2 separate regions of the Mus musculus genome follow, and region 2 is linked to region 1. A link is a contact called in public HiChIP or PLAC-seq data. All regions are on one chromosome and are shown on one strand. The core of a region is the stretch at or near the end of the contact, and the rest is flanking DNA. Distances in the headings are between cores, read along the strand shown. Region 1 has its middle 66 kb from the start of Gm25401. Region 2 overlaps Mir100hg (Mir100 Mirlet7a-2 Mir125b-1 cluster host gene).

Region 1 (3,994 bases), core at 254-2,753:
GTAGTGGTGGCGGGGCTAGTTCTCTGTGGGCCATGCTACCCTTGGGCAGGTGGTCCTGGGTATAAGATAGGGAGCTGGAGGTGATCTTGGAAGCAAGCCAGTTTAAGCAGCATTCATTATGGGTTCTGCTTCTGGTTCCCTCATGATGGATTGTATAGTTTATGATAAAGTGAACCACCTTTCTCCCCAAGTTGCATTTGGTCAGTATTTTATTACAGCAACAGAAAGCAAACCAGGACAGCTAGTAAGACAGGGAGGAATAGAGGCCATTGGTGGGAGGTAGGGTGGATGGGGACTTTCCATGTAAGATACTTTGGAATGTGGGAGCAAATAATTTATTACCCAAACCTCTAGCTCCCTGGACACATTGCTGTTGGCATGTGTCTTATTTAAAATAAAAACAGAAGAAGAAGAAGAAGAAGAAGAAGAAGAAGAAGAAGAAGAAGAAGAAGAAGAAGAAGAAGAAGAAGGAGGAGGAGGAGGAGGAGGAGGAGGAGGAGGAGGAGGAAGAGGAAGAGGAAGAGGAAGAGGAAGAGGAAGAGGAAGAGGAGGAAGGAAGAAGAGTAAGAAGAGTAGTTCTTGTTTCTTAGAAAAAACTGTGAAGCCAATCCAGGGCATTCAAATACTGCAGTGGGAATGGAAAGGAAGGAAAAAAATGTATTTGGTGAGAATTCAGAGGCTGCTAATTGTCTTTATTGAAATAATACTGAATTAACAACTCAGAAAAGTTAGAAGACATCTTCTTTAGGAGGAGGAGGAAGAGAAAGGGGGAGGAGGAGGAAGGGGGAGGAGGAGAAAGTCCTTGTAAACAGCATAGAAAAATACTATTTGCAAATTTTGCTTTCCTCATCTCAAAACAAAGCAACCGGTGCGTGCTGTGGAGACTCTTAAACACGCTGTCCGCTTTCCTCTTGTGGTTCTAAAATCCTGAAAGTGCCACGCAGTCAGTCTACTCCAGGTCCCAGTCTGCCCTCTCCCCACAACGGGCCCCCACCCCCACTTCCTTTCCACAACAAACACTTTTGCAACCCTTTCTCTGATGAATGGCCAGAAAAGAGATACTGGATGAGAACAATTAGAAACTTTAATGACCCTTCAGGCAGCACACAATTATAAACCACATTCTTATTTTTATAAGGAATTAGCTACAGATTGGGCAGCTAGCTGCCCCTGTCATGCCTTGAAATATTTCTTCTCTTCCTGGCAGAGTTGAGCATGCTGGCACCTCTCTCTCTCTCTCTCTCTCTCTCTCTCTCTCTCTCTCTCTCTCTCTCTCTCTCTCTCTCTCTCTCTCTCCCTCTCCCTTACTCATATATATATATATATATACATATACATATATACACGCGGACTTGCCAATTCCAGCACCTTCAAATGTATTATCCCGTCCTTTCGTCTCCAAGATGACCTGAAATGACCTTTTGCTTGGCAGGAGACGTGACTCAACTGATAATAAAAGAGTTTTGAAGGGGGCGGGGAATGATGGCTAAGGAGGGAGGGGGGGGGTGGCTGTCTGGTCCTGGTTGCTGAGCTGCAAGGCAGTCAGGGAGGGACATGGAAGAGCAGGAAGGGGCCAGATCTCTAATACTGCCATATTTTTTGGCTACGGTATTTTCTGTTATTAATTTACTACATATCACCTATTGCACGAAGGGAGAAGAAAGATTTTTACCCCGCTAAGGCACACCAGTCTCTTTGTTTAACCCGGACCCGAGGCTGCTCAGCCATGACCACTGGGAGGGAGGGAGGGAGGGATGGGGGCGGGGCCGATGTCTGGGCATCCCCCTGCATCGAGGCCCCAGCTCTCCCCCTGGACGTGGGGTCCCAGCCCTGCAGCTTTCCTTCTGTAAGGCTTTGCAGCTGCGAGCACCTTCGCAGAGTAATATGGCTAGCTAACATTGCCCGGTGCGATTCTATTTCACACCAGCAGCCTTAGAGGGGCGTGGGCTTTTCCCAGAATCTTGATTTCTTTGTTGTTTAGGAAAGGCTCAAATTTTCACAAATCCCAGAGAACTCCAAGTAGGCGTCTCAGATAGATTTTAACGACTGGATCCCCCTCGCCTCCACCGACCCCACCCTGCACCGACTTAAGAAGGGAAGGAGACAAAAAAGAACTATTATCTAGGAACTCTGCGAGGTGGCAGGAGCTGCTACAGCCGCATCGCTGGACCTCCCCTAGACTGATGCTCTCTTTTGTAAAGTGCTGTTTTCCCAGCGACTCCCTCTTACAAAGGACATCTTGAGGCACACTGTATAAATTTGGGGTGTGTACACTTTGGCGAATCATCTGCACACCGACAGGGACAAAGGGGAGGGTTTCGGTAGGTGGTTTGCCGGGTGCTTTCAGTCAACTTAAGTAGGCGAGTTGTCCCTGGAGTAAAAATTGGATTTTAGCCACCTGAGCCGAACTTAGTGAGCTGCTTGTGTGTGCAAATGCTTGTGAAGTCCTCACACCAGGCATGGAGTACTCTGGTCCTTTCAGATCATGGAAGCACCTGCTGGAAAGTTGGCAGGGCTGATTCCTCAAGTTCCTTGTCCACAGGAGAGAGATGCTCTTGGCTGAGAGACAGGTACTCTGGGAAGTGCTGCACAGGTTTCTTCCCAATGTAAGAGAATTCACATCTCCTGGCTTTCGTCATTCATTCATTCATTCATTCATTCATTCATTCATTCATTCATTCATTCATTCATCTGCTCAATCAATCATTCATTTATCACAGATACCTTTGTGTTTCAGTGTTAGTCGCCACCAGTGAAAAAGTGCAATCAAAAAATACATTCAGGTTTGCCCTAAAGGAGTTTGTAATGAATATGTGAAACACAAACAAACCGACTTTTAAAGACAAACAAAGGAATGATGCTGTGGTTTTGTAGAAGGAGCACTGCTACCCACGTGACTTCCATTCAGTATCGCCCCTCCCACTCCAGCCCCAAGGATTTCTCTGTGGAGCCCAGTCCTGGAACTCACTCTGTAGTTGGTCTGGAATTTTGAGATCTTCCTGCCTCTGCCTCCAGAGTGCTGGGATTAAAGGTGTGCCCCACTGCCACCCATATTCAGTAATTTTTAATGCTTACATCTCTGTTCCATCCACCAACCAACATGCCTCCCCTTAGTTCCCCCCCCCCAAAAAAAGCCTCTGAAGAGATGGGTGTCAGGGAGCTGGCTGCACGAGGTGCATTGTGGGACATTATGGAAGGTGGTGTTAATTATTATAACTTTTAATCGACTTTGAACTGATAAAGTAGGTGGTTGACTTTTTTATGTCTAGGGTGGATCAAAGGTGGCATTATGAGGTTGATGATTTTTTTCTTCCTTTCTCTATTTTGTTTTTGTTTATTAATTGTGTGTGTGCGTGTGCATGGGTGCATGTGTGTACTTGCTTTAAAATTCTGATCCCCCTGCCTCTGCCTCTACCTCCCAAGTATTGGTCACACTAGGTACTTTTCTGGTTTTTAAATAGACATGAGTCCCACCTACTTCTCTTCCCCATTTTCCAGCCCCCTCAAACAAAACGAACATTACTGCAGAAATGACTGCCTGCATCATGATTTACCAGCATTTGTTCTTATAAAGAGCCATGTTTTCATATTTTCTATGGCTCTGCAGGCCATCGGCCTGTGCTGATTCTGTGTGCCAGGGTGACTTTAGACACTATATAAATGAACAAGGGTGACTGCACCTGAGGAGAACTCTGTGGACACTGAGGTTAGCAGGGCTCATCTAATGCTTACGGGTCATAAACTCTTGCTTTTTTAACCCTTACAATCACTTACACCTATAAAGTCATCTGTGCTTCCATTGTAAAATCAGGCCATTTGCTGTGCCCACATTTACACTCTACTATGAGTTTCAATACTCTGGCTCTGTCAGAGTCATTTGCACGTTATTGTCTTTCTCCAACTCCCAGAAGAATGTATGAGAAAACACTTGGTGAGAAATAGAGTGCCCCATGCTCGTGGCTTCCCCTTGATTCTCTTTGGGAAGATGCCTGGC
Region 2 (4,418 bases), core at 1,110-3,609, 320 kb after region 1:
ATGTATGCAGTAGGTGGTGAGCTTGTCGAGACAAGCTTAGAGAATTGTTACAGAGTAAGACTATGTGAGGCCCTAAGTTTTTGCTTCTTCATTCAAATTACAAAAAGGATCTCAAGAGAACTTTGCATTGAATAGATGATGCTACTCCACTGCTCTTGCAATTAGGTAGGTATAGAACCCAAAGAACAAAGCTGTAAAATTTTTAACTCTCGACAAACATGTGGAATCTGACCTTTCTCCTACTGTCCACTTCATATTCATTCCTTAAAATTCCTTTTAATAGTGTTTATAATATACATAGCATATAAAAGCCTGTTTTGCATGGGTTGGCTATATAAAACATCAAAGCCATATATAGCTTGTTTCTTTTTTTTTTTTTTTTTCAATCTTCTCACATATTCTTGGGCTTTCCATTAGTCACTACCTTTATGAATCATAGCAGTATTATAGGCACTGTCTTTTCTTAATGCAATACCATGCTAATTTATTCACGAATGAGTCGTACATGCATGCCAAAGCTTAACATCCCCAATATCACTGTTTACAAAATGCATTGCCTGGGCATAGCATTTACCCTAAGTCATTCTACCAGTTAGATGTCTCCTCTAGAGAGTCAGCATCCTCAAATACTCCAAGTATTTAATACAGTATGTGCCGTGGTGTATCCCGTTCAGCGTGCCTAGCTCATTGATGCGTTTCCATTGTGTGAGTATAAAGGAGAAGTCGATGTCAAAGGCTTTAGTTAACTAAAAAACCACTTGCAAATCCATCTCATTCATAACTACTTCTGCAGAGTAAGAGAGAAGCGTTAATAGCTCTCTTCTCAAATATCCTTATCTGTGAAGTGAGTAAGTGGGTCAGGCTAGGTAGGGTCTCAGTGCTTACCCCCTCTCAGAATTACTGAAGCTATGTCATAGTATAGGGGGCAATAGGAGCAAGGCCAAAACCTGTGAACTTATTTGTCCATTGGTACCATCAGTTGCCCTTCAAAGTTACATCTGATTCCACCTCCAGGGTCATTTGTTACTAATCTGCTTTATCTTGTTGAGAAAGCACCTAAGATTGGAGTTTATTTTTCAGGGAGGGATGGTGACAGAAAAAAAAGCAGCCTAGGGGCAAAAGAAAAGAAAACTAAAGCTTCCCAAAGGGAGAAGTGAATTCTTGATCCCAGTTATAAAGCCACATCCTTCAACATTAACTTGGAAGATATCCAGACACTGCCTTTCTGTTTTAGACCACACCCTCTCCCCAGCCCTTCTGCTATCCTGTGATTTCTTGTGGTGTGGTTTATTTACTCCATTGGATTGCTGCCTATAAGTTCTGTGTTTCTTGTTCCCCTTGGTTTATTTGAATTGTGGTCATGTTCTTTTCAGGAGCCTACAATGGTCACTTGACCACAGTGCACTTCCCAAACGAGACACTGACATGTTCAAGGCCATCTGGAAATGACCCCATCTCCTTTTCTCAAACCACTCAGAATGTAAAACCCCTTCTTTTATTAAGCCAAACTGGATTCCCCAGTCTCCAAATCTTTGACATGTTTACAGCTGACTAATTTCCTTCCTGGGTGCCCCAATATTCCAGTAACTCCTGCCTTCCTTCATTACTGTCTCCCTTTTCCCCTTTCTCCTACACTCTCCTTCTTTTCCCTCATACCCTCTCCTTCTTTCCCTTTTCTTTTTCCTTTCTCTTTATCACTACTCCCTCCCTTCCCTTTCTCTCTCCCTCCTTCCCTTTCTCCCTCACACTTTCTATTTCAGTACCATGTGCCAAGCTCTATGGCCGGCACTGAAAATACCAAGACATATTCAAGGGGCTAAGCAATGAACACCCACTAATTCCAGTGCCTCCATTCACTCCTGTATTGCAGCAGTTAGGCACCTACAACCAACTTAGTTTGCCTTCATTCCTAGGACTCATTTGACTGTGCTCTGTGTCCTGTGATCTTTTGCTCTGTGCCTGTGTGTTCTGTTTCAGGGAGGGTAGACCTGAAGCTTTCTTCTTTGTACACACTGACACAAGACTGCTGCTGCATTGATTCTTGAGCAAGGCGAACAATGGAAGAAAGCCACTTTTTGTTGTTAAAGTGAGGTAGCATTTCTGCTGTAGTTAGAAAGAGCATTGTCTCTCCAGTGTCCCAAATCACTTCCATTAAACAGTCAATGTGATAACTGTCTGTGACATGTTCTATTATCTTTCTAGTTGTTCTGATGTTCCTTTCAGCTGGTCCTATAGCCCCCTTTCTCAGTAATGTCTCCCCAGTGAAAGGAAAAAGACTGCAGAGGCTTCAGACTGACGGACGCTCATGCCAACTGTGAAGTTGAAACAAAGCCAGTGACCAGCTGAAGAGGCCCCTCCTGCCCAGCAGCCACCCACATGGTGCAGTTGCAGCCAGTAGTAATCTTTGCAAGAAGCAGAGAAGCCCAGAACACTCATGAGTCAAAACCATGCCCTTCCTTGTGTGTATCCCTGTCTCGTTCAGATTGATGCTCCTTCCATTTGGATCCTGGTATGAATATGCTTGTTACTGTACGAGTGTAAAAAGCTTTGCCCAAATGTGTTAATGTATGAAGAGACTGGATTTTTTTTGGGGGGGGGAGAGAGTTATTTTTATCAAAACACAGTGTTCGTTCTTGAGAGTGATCTAGAAAATAAAAAGCAGTTGGAAAAGACAGCAAAGCAGTCACAGGCGATCCACAGAGATGCTCACACCACCACACAGAAACACCACACCATGCTCCCAGACTCTGAGCAGGGAGCTTGACTCTGTGACATACTATGGCTGCTGCCAGGGGTCAACGTCAAGCCAGACAAAGGTGCAGAAGCTTCCTGAAGTGTAGTGATAAACTGAGTCAGGAGACAATAAGAACAGCAACGACACAAAAGACAACGTCCTTGGAGGGAGCCAAGTGGGTTTGCTTAAGGAAGGATGCTCCCTTAAAGAGAGAATGGGAAATCAACCTTTAAAGGATGTAAAAACAAAACTAGATAAATGGGAAGATAGGAGAAAATAGAGTCCTTAATGCAAGCATAAGGGTAAGCAGCAGACGGGCAGAGGAGATCCACATGGTGAGTCTTGGAGACTACACATATCTCGTCTTGATTTTGCCTGACACTTGGAACCGCTGTCTGTGTGTCTAGTAGAGATGCTGCACACAGGTATCTCCCCTCCCCCACCCCGAATGTCACCTAAACCAAACTAGAACTAAAGTTCCAGTTCTGTGTCACTACAAAGATTGGTTGGTGATTCCTGAATAGAAGTCATGATTCTTCTGTTCGTGATTGCTTGTTACCAAGTTTATTCCATACAGAAAATGTTTTGCATATTAAATCTCATGGTTGCTATGAAAACGACACATTATCCACCTTTCACAGGTGAAGGAACTGATTTTGGTGAGGTTGAGCGCCTGGCCAAGGTGCTACGTGCAGCTATGCACATTCAAGGTTGTGGTCATGAAACTCAGTCCCTAGTCTGACTTTTGTGATGAGTCCCAACACAGTTGTCACCTTTACCATAGCCCTTAATGCCTGTCTACAGAAAGACATGGCTTTTCTGCTGACTTACAGCCACAGTATTTCCTACTTCCATGCTGAATTATACCAGAATGATAAAACGTATTTTCATGGAAGAAAATTGAGAATTTAGTGAAATACACTGCTTGCCAGCAGTTTGTATGTTTCTTCTTCATTTTGGTCTGAGACTTTTGATTTAGTTCTGCATGAAATCTCAAAGTTTTAAGAGCAGTAAGGGAAGGGCCTTAAGTTACCTGTTATAGTACTTTGTGACAGAAGATGTAAATCTACAACCTGTAATCAGAGTGACTTTACAAACAAACAACAAAAAGACACCCCTCCCCACAAAAACTCAAATCAAACCAACCAACCAAACAACAAAATAAACAAAACCGCCCACTTAATTGGAAATGTCCCAACAAAGACCAGAAACTAAGTCCTCTTTCAATGGCTTTTAAATTATTCCACCCTGTCCTAAAGAAACATGAACTTGTATTTGACTAAAGGCACCAATGTTGCATAGATTGGATCTCATAAAATCTAGTTTCTTCCTTCCTTGGTACTCATGTCAATGTTAAATACAGCTATGAACTAGTGTATCTATGTCAAGAAGTTGTCAATGATCTGTCCCCAAAGAACACAGAATAGCCAATGTTGTATATATACTCCTTCTTTAATCCAGCCATGGAGTCATTAGTTCACCTGCACCAATCCAATCCATTGTGCATCTTCTCAACCAACCTGACCTATGGCAATCATTTGCAAGTGCTATAAATGTTTATCTATGACTGTTCCAGAAATAGTTAGGTATTAACAAATACCACTAGTCATTTTGTGGTGTAATCTTCATTTATCTGTATCACTAATTCAAGAAGACTTTGGCCATAAAAACCTAGAACTAAAAA

Evidence for each region. HiChIP or PLAC-seq counts read pairs in DNA pulled down with a chosen protein or histone mark.
Region 2: a contact with region 1 is called in an H3K4me3 HiChIP or PLAC-seq map of forebrain, with 5 times the contacts expected there. The contact joins two enhancer-like sites. A contact is called at or near these places in 3 of 39 promoter capture datasets (cranial neural crest, frontonasal cranial neural crest and second pharyngeal arch cranial neural crest) and 12 of 115 datasets of contacts at active chromatin or transcription factors (astrocytes, craniofacial prominence, embryonic basal ganglia and 9 more).

The regions. Positions count from the first base shown.
Region 1 is chr9:41,271,793-41,275,786 of GRCm38.p6, forward strand. No RefSeq gene overlaps it. Among named protein-coding and RNA genes, the nearest start is that of Gm25401, 66 kb to the right of the region's middle. Within about 2 kb of position 1,504, at least 110 of the 459 cell types and tissues checked have an H3K27ac peak or open chromatin away from gene starts, as enhancers often do. A contact at or near this core is called in astrocytes and forebrain, where this site is marked.
Region 2 is chr9:41,587,997-41,592,414 of GRCm38.p6, forward strand. It overlaps Mir100hg (Mir100 Mirlet7a-2 Mir125b-1 cluster host gene), which reads left to right. Exons shown (of 5, transcript NR_131928.1): 5 at 1,978-2,023. Among named protein-coding and RNA genes, the nearest start is that of Mir125b-1, 8.3 kb to the left of the region's middle. Within about 2 kb of position 2,360, at least 60 of the 459 cell types and tissues checked have an H3K27ac peak or open chromatin away from gene starts, as enhancers often do. A contact at or near this core is called in astrocytes and forebrain, where this site is marked.